Regions from separate parts of the Mus musculus genome. Here all the other regions are linked to region 1. A link is a contact called in public HiChIP or PLAC-seq and promoter capture Hi-C data. All regions are on one chromosome and are shown on one strand. Each heading gives the region's core, a stretch centred on a gene start, on an enhancer-like site or on the middle of the called end of the contact. The rest is flanking DNA. Distances are from core to core; before and after follow the strand shown. Region 1 holds the start of Abhd15 (abhydrolase domain containing 15). Region 2 holds the start of Pigs (phosphatidylinositol glycan anchor biosynthesis, class S). Region 3 holds the start of Eral1 (Era (G-protein)-like 1 (E. coli)). Region 4 holds the start of 2610507B11Rik (RIKEN cDNA 2610507B11 gene).

What was found. Promoter capture Hi-C pulls out the DNA fragments that hold promoters and counts their contacts. HiChIP or PLAC-seq counts read pairs in DNA pulled down with a chosen protein or histone mark. Capture Hi-C pulls out chosen DNA fragments and counts their contacts.
Region 2: an H3K27ac HiChIP or PLAC-seq map of microglia shows a contact between it and region 1, with 5 times the contacts expected there. The contact joins the promoter of Pigs here to the promoter of Abhd15 in region 1. A contact is called at or near these places in 3 of 39 promoter capture datasets (cranial neural crest, liver and pre-B cells), 2 of 115 datasets of contacts at active chromatin or transcription factors (microglia and pancreatic cancer cells) and 2 of 9 other capture datasets (adipose tissue and liver).
Region 3: a contact with region 1 is called in a promoter capture Hi-C map of pancreatic islet. The contact joins the promoter of Eral1 here to the promoter of Abhd15 in region 1. A contact is called at or near these places in 3 of 9 other capture datasets (adipose tissue, embryonic stem cells and pancreatic islet).
Region 4: a contact with region 1 is called in a promoter capture Hi-C map of embryonic stem cells, with 2.9 times the contacts expected there. The contact joins the promoter of 2610507B11Rik here to the promoter of Abhd15 in region 1. A contact is called at or near these places in 3 of 39 promoter capture datasets (cranial neural crest, embryonic stem cells and pre-B cells), 2 of 484 Hi-C or Micro-C datasets (both in embryonic stem cells), 1 of 115 datasets of contacts at active chromatin or transcription factors (microglia) and 1 of 9 other capture datasets (adipose tissue).

The regions. Positions count from the first base shown.
Region 1 is chr11:77,513,670-77,517,072 of GRCm38.p6, reverse strand. Abhd15 (abhydrolase domain containing 15) reads right to left here and starts at 1,956. Exons shown (of 2, transcript NM_026185.4): 1 at 1,021-1,956. The coding sequence starts at 1,874. It also overlaps a transcript of Trp53i13 not described here.
Region 2 is chr11:78,326,949-78,330,318 of GRCm38.p6, reverse strand. It overlaps Pigs (phosphatidylinositol glycan anchor biosynthesis, class S), which reads right to left and starts at 1,897. Exons shown (of 12, transcript NM_201406.1): 1 at 1,811-1,897; 2 at 1,448-1,587; 3 at 1,233-1,344. The coding sequence starts at 1,844. Aldoc (aldolase C, fructose-bisphosphate) reads right to left here. Exons shown (of 9, transcript NM_001303423.1): 9 at 2,538-3,370.
Region 3 is chr11:78,078,872-78,082,439 of GRCm38.p6, reverse strand. It overlaps Eral1 (Era (G-protein)-like 1 (E. coli)), which reads left to right and starts at 2,057. Exons shown (of 10, transcript NM_022313.2): 1 at 2,057-2,363. The coding sequence starts at 2,081.
Region 4 is chr11:78,260,320-78,263,741 of GRCm38.p6, reverse strand. It overlaps 2610507B11Rik (RIKEN cDNA 2610507B11 gene), which reads right to left and starts at 1,988. Exons shown (of 39, transcript NM_001002004.2): 1 at 1,825-1,988; 2 at 914-1,043; 3 at 103-152. The coding sequence starts at 1,892.

The DNA.
Region 1 (3,403 bases), core at 707-3,206:
CTGGAGCAAACCTCTGAGTTGCCATGGCAGCACCTCTCGTTCAGCCTCAGGATTTGACCTTTGCAAAATAGGAGGAGGTAAAATAGCAAAGGAAAAAAAAAAAAAAAGAAAGAAAGAGTTCTGGTTGGCAAGTCAGGGTCCTGTGCTTTCATGTAATGGTCACAGCACCTGCAGAGGTGTTGTTATTAACTCTACTCAGCTGAAGGGGGAGCAAGCCTTAAAGGGGCTGGCTGATTCCCTGCAAATTCAGGATTTGACCCCAGCCAGGCCTGATCCCATATCCTGGGTTTTCCTATTTGTTGCCAGAATGCCTCTGACCTCATTTCTGCCATCTCTTAGGAAAGACTGGAAATGTCATTCAAGTAGTTTCTGTGGGACAGTCTTGCCTGGTGTTAAAACTGTTCTCCCTCTGGAGATCTGGGTTTTGTTTTTGTTTTTGTTTTTTATGTGTGCGGTGTCTGATGCCTGTAATTTTGGCACTTAGGAGGCAAAGGCTGAGGGTCTGGAGTTCAGGGACACACACCCTCAGCTGTGCAGCCAGAGTTGTATGAGACCTTGACTCAGAAAGAACAAACACAGGAATAAGTGTTGTGTACTCACCTAGAAATATGTAAAACATCTGTCAGATTGAAGGATTTAAAAAAACCAAAGACTGTACATCTCTCATTCCTGCCACCTCCTGGCTCAGAGCCTGAAGGTAAATATTCTGGACAGATAATCGGCCGCAATTGCTTCCAGAGCCCTGTTTGTTGACCTATCTAGCTATGGACTAAGTGGTAAATGCCAGGTGCAGGCCTCTGCTGACCACCGGTTGCTAGGACACCTGCGACTGAGATGAACTGATGGGGCCCTAACGGAGGCCCTGGGGCTAATATGGCTTTGAAACCCACTTTCCTGGCTCTATGTCAATTATAGGGTTTGAACAGCTTTGGAAACCTCGTGAGAACTTTGCCCCAACCTACCCACAAAGCTCTGTTCCCATACCAGGCAGAGCTGTAGACTTCTGTTCCCGTTACCCACCTGCTGAGAGAGATTTTCTGGTGCAGCAAGAACCCACGTTCATAGGGCCAAGGCAAGCCAGCCTCGAACCACTCGCGACAGCGTAGCACTGGCGAGATGCAGGCGGCGCCAGTCACATAGCTGGAGGAGCCACACTCCCCCAAGTAGGACAGCAGCAGCGCGGACCCTGAACCCTCGCTCACCGCGAACAGGGGGGCCGCCGGGTGTCGGAAGCGAATGTAAGTCACCGCCTCCTTGAGGTCGGACGGGTCCCCGAAAGGCTGTAGTCTGGGGCTGACTAGCGGGCAACCGTGGTGGCCGCGGCGATGGAAGATGACCGGGTAGTAGCCGCGCTCCAGGGCGAGCAGGCAGAGCCCCAGTACATTGCGAGTGAGGCGTCCCCATGCATTGGGGATTACCAACAGCACTGGAGGGAGGCTCCCAGGGTTGGTGACCCGGCGGCCCCTGGCACAAGGTCCTATGACCCAATCCAGAGCCACCAGCCCATCATCTGCCAGCTGCAGGTACTCACGGGCTAGCTCAGGCCCGGGCCCGACTGGCAGGATGAAGTGGCAGAAGGTTTGCAGGTGGGGTCCCGACAGCCAGGAGCGGGGGCTGGGTTCCAGCGCCGCCGAGCGTCGCAGAGCGCGCAGCAGGCACTGGGCCAGCGCCGACGGCTTGCAAATGAGGCTGCAGCCTCCGGGGAGCGCTTCGCGCCGGTCGCTGAACTGATCCGCGGGGCCTCCGCTCGCCACCTCCTGCTCCTCGTGGTCCCGGACTGAGGTTCGCGCTCCGACAGCGCGCTTCCAGGGTCGCAGGAGGAGCAAGGCGAGCGCCGCCAGTAGCAGCGCTAGAGCGGCCGCCCACGGAGGCATGGCCTGGCAGGACAGTCCCCGGAGGGAGGCACTGGGCTGCGGGGAGCGGAGCTGTCCTCTCGTCGGGCTCCTCGTTCTGTCCGCGCGGCTCCGCCCGGCCGCCCGTGGCTGTCAAGAGTCCTCCCAAGCAGGAGGGCGCGCGCGCTCCGGATTGGTCGTGGTCAGGAGGAGACAGCCAGTTCGGGTCGAGCTCCCCTCGCCCGCCCCCCCACTCCCGCCCCCAGCCCTTTGTACAGCGATTGCGACAAGCTGGAGCAGAGGGTGAAAGAGAGCCGGGCCACAAAGCGGGAGCGAGGACCTGAGGGCCAACCAGAGAGAGCGGAACAAGGAGTGCTAGGAAAGGATTGGGGAGGGGGTGAGGCTGGAGGCCTGGGTGAACGGGAGGTGCCTGCTTCTACCCTTGCCCTCAATGAAGTCTGGCTCCAGGGGAGACCCTGGGTCACTGCACCCTCAGGATCCGCTATTGAGGAGTAGCAAAAAAGCAAGAAGGGAGCAAAGCGCTGATCCCTCGCTGGCTTCACTTTCCCCACTCGCTGCTGCCTTTGCAGCTAGAGACGTGTTATCTCTCTCTCCTTCGCCTGGCCCTGCCGCCCAGCCAGGACCAGCAACTGGGCGATAACTCAGTAGGGCTGGGACTCTGCACCTGGCCAGAGGCAGACTGAAGCATCTGACCCTGACCACGAGTTTGAGGGAGGTGGCTGTCGTTTCTCTGGAGGGCATCCGGGCACTAGCCGGTAGACACTTGTGGCCTTCCCAGCCCACCCCCAAGGACGCTTTCCAAGAGTTAGGCGTCTCCACTACTTATCAAGAAGGACTGTAGGAAAGGAAAGAGGCTCGAGTCTGGCCGAATATGTTGAGGGAGAGGATTAAGGGATGCTTAGCCCCGCGGTGGGGCTTTGGTAGAGAGAAGTGTGGTTCTTTAGGTCAGATCAACATCTGGTCATTTCTGCAGGGGTGGGTGAAATAAGTCCGGGCACATGGGAGAGGCCTGAAATAACTATTTTTTGATGTATTTCAAACCTAAAAAGATTTGTTTAGGGGTGTGTGTATGTGTGTGTGTCTAGGTCAGAGGACAATCTGTGGGAATCAGGTCCCTCCTTCAATCACTTAGGTCCACAGATTAAACTCTGGTCGTCAGGCTGGCGGCCAGCACCGTTTCCCACTGAGCCATCTCGCAGGCCTGTTTCAAACTTTTGATTGGGCGTCAATCCTTAGCTGGATTTCCTTTGCAGCGCTCCCTTGCAAGGGAGGCCGAGCTGAGCACTGTAGCTCCTCGGACCAGTGTTTCCTTGGGCAAAGGAGAGCGGGAATCAAGAAAGCTCTGGCTTCTTAAGGCTTCTGGGCCTAAGACCCTCCCAAAACAGCTCGGGGCTCAGTTCTTATTATTAGCGAGAGCAGGACTGGAGCAACGTGAAGGTGAAGCGCTAGAGCCGGGACCTTCTCTCTGGGACAGCTAGGATTTCATAATTCCGTGTTGAGCGGGTTTGCCAAAAGAGCACACAAGTCTCCACCTGGGTCACCCGGTCCTT
Region 2 (3,370 bases), core at 648-3,147, 810 kb before region 1:
CGGAGGAACAACATTATGAACTAACCAGTACCCCAGAGCTCTTGACTCTAGCTGCATATGTATCAAAAGATGACCTAGTCGGCCATCACTGGAAAGAGAGGCCCATTGGTCAGGCAAACGTTATATGCCCCAGTACAGGGGAATGCCAGGGCCAAAAAATGGGAATGGGCGGGTAGGGGAGTAGGGGGGGGGTACTTTTGGGATAGCATTGGAAATGTAATTGAAGAAAATACGTAATTTAAAATAAAAAAAAAAAAAGAACACATGAAACCGAAATAAAACCTAAATCATTTAGTAAAAAAAAAAAAAAAATACTGATGAAAAAACAAAACTGAACATGAGATTATGCATCCAATAAAGATCAGAGTCCTTGCCAGGTGTGGTGCAAGTCTGGTCTACACAGCAAGACCCAGGACAGCCAGGGCTACCCAAAGAAACCCTGTCTCAAAAAGCCAGAAACACCCAACCTCAAAAATCACATTGCCCAAGCCCTTCTGCACCTTTTTCTACTCCCCGGCAGGTGAGAATGGAGTTCAGGCTCTCCCGTGACTCCACCACGAGACCAAACCTCCTGCCTTACAGTATTTTGCTAGTTTCTTTCTTTCTGATGTTAACTATAAACATCTTTAAAATATTACCAATTTATTATTCACCCTCAAGTTCTTGGTACCTAACAAAGTGCCTAACAATACAGTGTGTGATGTTAAAATGACAAAGGTCTGAATACACATCCGATGTAACTTCAAACTCCCGTTTTCTTTCAGCTACAACCTGCTTTCCCTATGCACTGATGGGTATCAATTGCTAAGGATAAGGTGGCATAATTTACCGTATGACATAAATCACTGTCATAAGGACAGGCACTGTACTTTAGACTAACACAAACCCCCAAGTGAACATTCCAAAGGAGATCTCTTTTCTTAGGATTTGGGGGAAGCAGGCGGATGGCTCTTGATACCAAGCCTGATGACCTGAGTTGGATCCCCAAGACCAGGACCCATATGGTGGGAGGAGAAATGACTTTCGCAAGTGATCCTCTGACCTCCACAAGATGCTCCACAGCACAGACATCCACACAAACATACATGTGCGCGCGCACACTAAGTAAATGTAATAAAACATTTTAAAGTAAGTTATGAGTCGCCCTCGCCCCTCCTATGCATTCCAACTCTGGGTTTTGGGCCTGGCTCAGATGGAAAAAGCAGCCCTGACACCTCTTCATGGGAACTCACATTTCAGAGGGATCTCTCGCTCATGCACAACGGTGAAAGGTAGCTTCTCTTGGTCGTCCAGGGGCACAGAGTCCCGAGTAAACACAACTGTGACTGGCACCATGAGCCGGAGCTGCGCGAGGGATGAGGGGCATCGGGGTCTTTAGCAATGTCTGCACCTTACAGCTGGGCTGCCCCCCGGTCCCCCAGCCCCGGTTCTCCCCACCCAGTCTCACCAGCAGAGCATTCAGCCCACTGATGTCTGAGTAAGGCAATGGGGCCCGGTAAGTCTCCGTCGTCTTCCACCAGAGCGGCAGTCCCAGAAGGATGGCCACCGCGGCGAAGAAAAGCGCGGAACGCTTGCCCCGGACCACCTCTGAGGGCACAGAGGGCCGACTAAGACGCGGGAACTAGGGTGCGATGCCCGCCACACCGGGATCGTGGAGGAGTGCGGGCGGCCGGGAACCCCGAGCAAGCCGCTCCCGCGTGGCGGACCCCCAACCCCAGGCTGGAGGGAGCTGTCAGGCTTCTCGCGCCCCACCCACACATTCTGCCCGCGAGACCTCCCCACTGCGCCCTCCACCTGAAATCCACCGCACCTAGGTCCGTGGCCGCAGCTCCTGCGGCCGCCATGGTCCCTTCCGGCTGCCCAGGTCGCCGATGGGGCGGGGCCTCATGAGCTTTCTCCAATCGGAAACTCCAGAATGAGGGGGCGGGACCACGGTGCGCGACCGCTGCCAATCACGAGCAACACTGCTGACGCACGCCAGTGCGCAGGCGGAGCCCGTGAGAGGGTACGCGCTCGGCTACACTTTCAATCTGACCCTGGCTTTTCATTGAGTGCACCTGGTACTGTTTAGCTCTACAACGCCAGTTTAGAGAAGGCGATAATCTCCATGTAGCCCAGGCTGGCCTCGGACTCTGGGCCCTCTCCAATGCAGGGGATTACATGCACCACCACGTTCAGCGGAAGGGGAATATTTACTTAAATGAAGTCGAGCTTATCAAGAACCTGACTCCCGAAAAGTTTTCTAATGTCATTTCTTTTTTTTTTTTTTCTTCTTTTAAAGATTTATTTATTTATTATATGTGAGTACACTGTAGCTGTCTTCAGACGTACCAGAAGAGGGCATCAGATCTCTGTTACAGGTGGTTGTGAGCCACCATGTGGTTGCTGGGATTTGAACTTCGGACCTTTGGAAGAGCAGTCGGGTGCTCTTACCCCCTGCGCCATCTCACCAGCCCCTAATGTCATTTCTAACATAGGTCTTTTCTTCAGAGCACCAGCTCTTCAAAGCTTAAAGATAAAACTGACAAAACGGTAACTTTTTAGCATGGTTGGCTACTATGTGATTAATTTTATTTTAGTTAATGTTGAGACAGATCTCCCTATACGATCCAGAGGGTTAAAGTGATCCTGTCCCTAATGTCTGATACCTCAGCCTCCCAACTAGCCGAGACTATAGACTAGGATTTAAAAATCGATTCCAATTCGAGCGATTGAGGATGCTTCATTGAAAAATTCCTGAGCACAGCCTCTATATAGTAATGCCTGCTGTTCGAATCCTAAATAGCCTCTCAGCCTCTCTTTGAAGCCTGTTTCCTCCTATGAAAAGTACAATGGTACCTACTTTACAGAGCTGTGTTAATGCATATAATAATGGTTAGAAGAACAGTGCCTGGCAGAAGCATATGGAAATTGCTGAGTTAGCTGCTTTGATTATAAGGTCAGGCCACACAGAGCAGAACATCAATGACTTTTCCAGTGCACATCTGTCTAGTGTCACCCTACCTCACACTCTAGCCCAGGGGTAATCATTCACCACAAAGCCCTATCAGTTCTAACAAGTCCAGAACCCTCCGATGAATCCCTTCTCTACATGGAAGTGGGTCATAGCCCTTGGCAAGCTTCTAGACACTCAGCTCTGTAGCCCCGAGGCTTGGAAGGTTTCCTTATTGGAAAAGACCTAAGTGCACATTCTTCAGAGATGGAGGAGAACTGGCCCACTCTGATCCCTGCTTGTCCCCTTTGAGCCTTGCACAAAATGGAGTTTCTCATCCTGCTGGATCCTTTAATGTGTCAGTCCCTGGAAGACCTGTACCCTCCTCTCCACCCCCAGGCCCTCTAACAACAACTCCAGCTTTGGAAATCAGCAGGT
Region 3 (3,568 bases), core at 808-3,307, 570 kb before region 1:
CCTTTAGTCCCAGCAATCAGGAGTCAGAGGCAGATGAGTTTCAGGCAGGCCAGGACTGTGAGACCATGTCTGGAAAAAACAATAAACCAAAAAAAAGTATAAATCTTTAAAAACCAAATATTTACTTTGACACTTTGATTCATTTCCCTTAAAATTTTGTCAGCCCTGGGATTTGTCTCCATCTGTTAACACCGAAGTCTTTAGTATGTATTCTTTGGCTGACTTTGCAGTATGCAATTTATCTACTTTTGAGTGTAGGGGACAGTCTCACTACGTAACCCTGATGGCCTGGCAATTGATATGTAGCTCTGGCTGTCCTCAAACTTGCAGAAATCTTTGCTTTGGTATCCAGATTTCTGGTATAGCCAGAAAATACTACCACACCCACTCACTCACCAAGCCTGAACAGCAACTGTTCTCACCAGTTTACCCATGTCCCCCGCCATTTTAAATTTTTGTTTTATTTATTCACAAACATGGTCTTCCCATGTATCTCTGACTTGCCTAGAATTGACTAGGTAGACCAAGCTGACTTCTAACTTGCAGAGATCATCCTTCTTCTGCCCACTAAGTGCTGGGATTAAGACAACATCTAATCTTCCAGGTTTCTCAACCTACCCTTACCCGTTTTTTTTTTTTTTTTTTAAATAAATCTTTTTTTTTTTTTAAAGATTTATTTATTTATTATATGTAAGTACATTGTAGCTGTCTTCAGACACTCCAGAAGAGGGTACCAGATCTCGTTACGGATGGTTGTGAGCCACCATGTGGTTGCTGGGATTTGAACTCTGGACCTTCGGAAGAGCAGTCGGGTGCTCTTACCCACTGAGCCATCTCACCAGCCCCCCTTACCCGTTTTTTAAGACAAGTATTCATCCCAGGCTGGCCCTCAATATCCTCATCCTTTGGCCTCCACCTCCTAAATGTTGGGGTTACAGGAACGCTCCATCACATACAGCTACCTGCTTTTTTTTTTCTTCTGCTCATTTTCCTTCAGTAAGATTTAATCTCAGAGCCTCGAGATTTAATCTCGAAAAAAAAAAAAAGCTTTAATCTCAGAGAATAGATAGGAGTTGATATTTAGAGAGGTAAATACAGTCTGCTACTCAACAGGAATGTTTACCACAGAACCACCCTTTAACTGAGGTCTAGACACCAAAAAGGTGCAGACTTCACAAAGCAACCTGTGCTGACTAGTTTTATGATAACTTGACACAAGCTGGTGTCATCTCAGAGGACGGAACCTCGATTGAGAAATTGCCTCCATAAGATTGGGCTGTAGGCATTTTCTTAATTAACTGTTGATATGGGAGGCATTGTGAGTGGTGCCACACCTGGGCTGGTGTTCCTAAATGCTATAAGAAAGCAGGCTGAACAAACCATGAGGAGTAAGCCAGTAAGCAGCATCCCCCTCCACGGTCTCTGCATCTACTCCTGTCTCCAGGTTTCTGCTTGGTTTGAGCTCCTTCCTTGTCTCCCCTCAGTGGATTGTGAGTCTAGACATATAAGCCAAATAAAACCCATTCTTCCCCAAGTAGCTTTTGGTTATGGTGTTTCATCACAGCTATAGTAACCCTAAGACTGCCACGCCCAGCTAAAACACAGCAAAAGAGGAAATAAGAAAGGATCCTGCAGGGTTGAGGCTAGAAAGCACTTAAAAAAGAAAAAGAAAAAAATCTAGTGAAATGAAGCTTAGAGCCCGTTCCCATGCCCACGCCCACTCCTAGCAATAAGAGAGTTTCTCCTCTTAAGCCGCTAAGAGGAGCTTCTGCGGTATGGTGTCCCGAGGAATGTCATTAGGAAGACATGGTTTAAAAGCTCTTTACACAACTTTGGCAGGAGGAGAAATGATGTGTTTGGGAGTCCAAGACGACTGTTATACTCAGGCAGGAAACACAGCACAATTTTGCCTTTCCTTAGCCTTTGGATACCGTCTTTCCCTCCGCCTCCTAGGGTATCCCTTGTTGTAGAATGGAGATTCTGTTTGGGCCGATCTAGCTTTCTTCCACTCGTTGGTCCGTGGGCTTCTCGGTCCAATCGCGTCGCGCTTCTGATCGGTACCAGGGTGCATTGCGGCAAAATGGCTGCCCCCAGGCGGTACTGCGCTGGGCTCGTTCGGGCCTTGTTAGGGGCCCGACAGGTGGGTTCGCATGCAGGGAGGGAATGGCTTGCTCCGCCCGGCTGTCTTCTAGGTAACCAGGCGAGGTGCGTGTCCTGTGTCGTGGGCTCCACTTTCTCTGGTCCCCTCCTGGCCTCGGCCTCTAGTCGTTATGGTCAGGACTCCGCCTTGGACCGTATCCTTGGATTTTCTCAGCCTGACAGTTCGTTGGTTCCGAGCGTCCCCGCGGTGTCGGTGCACAGAGGTAAAGGGTCCAGCTATGTTAGTTACAGGTGTTTGGTTCTATGACATGTTTTGATGTGTAGCCCAAACCAGCTTGGAATTCGGATCTTCCCGCTGCAGCCTCTTAAGTGTTGGGATTACAGGTGTTGGCCATGACCGGCCTCTGATGGTTTTAGCAGTGGAAATCATGTATCGTAAGTAAAATCCCTCTGCCTCTAGAAATAGCAGTTTAACTTCTCATTTAATAAAAAATAAACCTGAGCCCAAGGAGAGGCGAGTGGAGAAGGCTGTCAAAGAGTTTGAAAGTGAGGGTCTGTGAAACAGACGAAGGCTCTTGTTGCTTGACAACCTGAGTTCAGTCCTTGGAACTCATATGGTGGAAACTGAGACCCAGACAGTTTTGCCCTAACTACCATAAGCTCCCACTGACACACAAATAAATAAATATAGCAACATAAAGAGTTTTAGGAATGTGAAGAACCTAGACCCTCTGTTGGTTACAGTCAGTCATTAGTCAAGGCAAAGTTGTCTCCCTCAGTCCTCAATGCCCAGCCTGTGTTTTTTTTTTCTCCCATACAGTTGTCATTTTGAAAAAGAAGTTATTCATAAATAGTTAATGTGATTCCATATTACATATGAAAAAAAAAAAAAACAAGAGACTTAGAGAGTTTAGGTAACCTAATGATCAAGTAAGCTCAAATGCCAAACTATTCTCAAAGTTAAGAATGGGTTGGCTTCTGCCAAGCCATTACCAGGTCCTCAAGTCCTCATCAAGCAGTATAGACCCAATACGTGGATCTTGAGCCCTATCTACTTGGTTTAATCCTAAATTAAGTCAGGCCTTATGGTGCATGCCTGTAGTCCCTACACTGAGGAGGTGGAGGTGGAAGATCTGGAGAAAAATTTCAGCTCTGACTGTGGTACCCTATGCTGCTATGAAGGTACTGCAAAATGTTTCAATCTCTCCTTATGATACTGCATTGCAAGTAACAGTGCCTAGTCTCCTACCAGACTGTAGTCCATGCTTCTTTCAGGGTGACATTGAGACAGAGTTTCACTCTAGACCAGGATAACCTGGAGCTCACTATCCCCAGCCTCCTGCATGTGGGGATTTCAGGTTCGAGCCACCACATCCATTTTATAAAGTGCCGTTTCTTTGGTATCATTTAGTGTGGTGGTTTTGTTTTTTTGAGGCAGGGTCTAGTTATGTAGCCCAGGTTGGCCTTG
Region 4 (3,422 bases), core at 739-3,238, 750 kb before region 1:
TCCCTCCCACCTCGACTAAAATGTCTCCGTAGAAGAATTTTATTGTCAAAACTCAACCTCAAAATATTCCTCAAGGGCAGAGTAAGGACACAGAGTACTCACGGCAGATCATGGCTAAGGAGTTTGCTGGAAATCCACAAGTTGTCAATTTCCTAAAATGACAGTAAAGACAGCCGTGTACCTGGTTGCTAGGAAATCAATGATGGGCAGGTTTATGAACCAGCAAAGGTCCTGAGTCCCAGGAGAAGGGAGTTCTATTGGTCCTCCCGACAAATCCTCTTTCCCTGGTTTCTCTGATCAACGTGGCTATCCTGCTCCTCATGATGATGTTAGCTGAATTTGCTTAGCAGTTCTCTTTTTATGAACAAGTTGCCACCCTATTTCCTCTCTTAAATTAGAACAGTGAGTTTGCTGTTTCCTGTAATCTTTCTCTGTTTACTTCCATATCTTTCTTCCATACCCTGGATACTCTGTGTCATTAGTTTGGTACTAGATACTAAAGAGGACCCAGCAGATACCAGGCTCTACCACTGAACCACTATTCCAGCTCATTTTAATTTTGAGAGAAGCACTCACTAAGTTGCCTAGGCAGAGCTTGAATTTATAATTCTCTTGCTTCGGCCTCTTGAGAAACAAGAATTACAGGTTTATACCACCAGATCTAGTCCCATAAACACTTGAAACAACTGGCATCTATTGCAGAGTCCTCCAAGTAGCTCCTAAGATCCTCTTGACAATAATAATAATAACAACAACAAAAACAACAACAACAAGGGTGGAGTTAACTAGGAAAACTACCCATGGAGGAAGCTAAAGTTTGAAACCCCCTCCAAACCAACACACACACCACACACTCCCGCCCTTCTCCTCTCTCTCTCTCTCTCTCTTTCTCTCTGCAATTCCCGGAACTCACCACCGTCTGCTGGTGCTGCTGAAACTTAAGACTGACATTCTGGATCCAAAAAAATCGGAAGGAGCCAATCTTTAGCTCTGCCTGCAACTTGCGCTGACACCACCTGGTGGCCAACCGGACCACAAGCCACCTGCAGAAAAAAAACAGTTGGATTATAAGACCCTCTACCCTTTTTGATTCTAGAAAGGCCTTGCAAGGGGTGGTATCCTGAAGCCGGATTTTTCTTAGGAACTTTACGATTTTCCTAAAATATTTCTCTAGTCATACTCATTTAGGCACAACAACCAGAACTACGGGCCCCTAAATTCAAACAAAACTAGGCAAACGAAACTCACCCTCTAAAAGAGGTCAAAAAAAAAAAAAAAAAAAAAAAAAAAGAAAGAAAGAAAGAATAAACAAAGAAACCCTCAAATCTTTAGGAACCCAAAGTAAAAAGAGGTCCTCAAAAGGCAAAGTGAAGGCAGTCGTGTTAAATACGTCATCGCACACTCCTTAGAGGGTCCCTGTCTGCGTCCCCACCCTGCAGCCGTTTCCGAGAAGGCAGAGGTCACTCTCGGAACTGCTCAAACACCGCTCTGCTCTAGCCAGCCAGTCCTCCCGACCTCTCTGCAGGGCGCGGCTGCAGGTGCCCTTCGCAATCTGGGAAGAGGACACGGAGGCGAACGGGGCAGGAAAGGGAGACCACCGAGGGAGGCCCCCTCCCTCACACGCAAACATTCGGTTCCCGGACTGGACATTGCTTCGGGTCCAGCCAGATGCTTCAGCGCCCCTGCCCCCACCTCGCTTCCCCTCGCCTCGGCTGAGCGCCCCCTCCTGCTCGCGCCCCCTCCGCCTAAGGCGCCCGACCAACCCGCGCCTCCTCCAGCCGGTCTTCCTCGACCCCCCCGACCCTGTGGCTAGAATCCCCTCACCGGCCTAGGAAGAGTGCGCTAAGCGCAACCAGCAGCAAGACCAACAGCGCGGAGAGAAATAGAGGCATTTAGGTCCGGGTCCGGCCCGGCCTGGCCCCGACCCCCGCCATGCCGGGCCCTGACGCCGGAACCGCACAGCGCCGCGGCGGGCTTCGGCCGCGCACGCACACGCACGGCGAGGAAGCGTTAGTGCGCGCGCGCGTGTCCCCGCCCCGGCGGCTCGTGGACCAGCCGGCTGGCTCCCTCCACGACCCGCCCCGACCCGCCCCGACCCGCCCCAACCCGCGCGCGCGTGCGCGAGCCCTGAGGGCCGACCAGCGGCTTGCGCGGAGTGGAGGCGTGGCTCTGGAGAGGGAGGGCGGGGCGGACCGCGAACGCGCGGTCCTGCGCGCTACACCTAGAGCGCAGCCTGCGCGGCACGCCGCGGAGCTCCGGGTTCGCGCTGAGGGCGGGGGATCGGAGTCCGCACGAGCTCGCCGGGCGGTGACCAGGATGGGTCGTTTCTACCACTTTGAGGTTCCACTTCCAAAACGCATTCCCTAGGCCATTAAGAGCCGGCCTGGCTGGTGCCGGGCGTGGTGGTGCAGGCCTTTAATCCCAGCACTCAGGAGGCAGAGGCAGGCGGATTTCTGAGTTTGAGGCCAGCCTGGTCTACAAAGTGAGTTCCAGGACAGCTAGGGCTATAAAGAGAAACCCTGTCTCAAAAAAACAAAACAACAACAACAAAAGTTATGTGTCTGTAGGTCATAAGTGATCCTGTCTGAAAAGATTACAGAGAAAATTAAGAGGTAATTCAAAGACCTCAGCTATCTATCATCTCACCCCACAAGGAAACCAACTTTGTTTACTGTCTGAATACTGTTCCAGATAGTATCTTCTTATCTTTTTTTTTTTTTTTTTTTTTTTTTTGAGACAGGGTTTCTCTGTGTAGCCCTCTGTAGACCAGGCTGGCCTCGAACTCAGAAATCTGCCTGCCTCTGCCTCCCAAGTGCTAGGATTAAAGGCATGTGTCACCATGCCTGGGCCAGATAGTATCTTCTAACATCCTTCATGGGGAGAGCCATTCTGTATTTTTAGGTTTGTGCGATTGTGTATAGCACCACCCAGAACAGGGTGAAATATAGAAATAGTGAATATTGTTTTACCCTTTACAGATTATCTGGGAAGCAATTTTAATTACATGAAATACAGAGTTCAAGGTCAAATCAAGCCAGAGTGAATTTTGCATTCTTCATTGTTAAATGAAGGAAGTAGATAAGGTCTGTTATGCTTATTCTCATGAGTCAGTGTCTGACTAATGACTTACTAACACAGTACCAGATAAACACAGTACCAGATAAAGAAATCCAGATGGTTCCAAGGTATTATGAAGTATTTTGTGTTCTTGGTTCTCAGATCCTAATCTGCATATAATTCTTCCAGATTTTTTTGATTGGCCTCTTCAAATAACAACTTCAAGGCCTGTGAGATGGATCTATAGGTAAAGGCACTTGCTGGCCCGAGGAATTGATTTCCATCCTCAAAATCCACAAACTATCCTCTAAACTACACACACCGGTTCATCTTCAAAATCTGTAGCTTTTTGTTCAAGTGTGGTT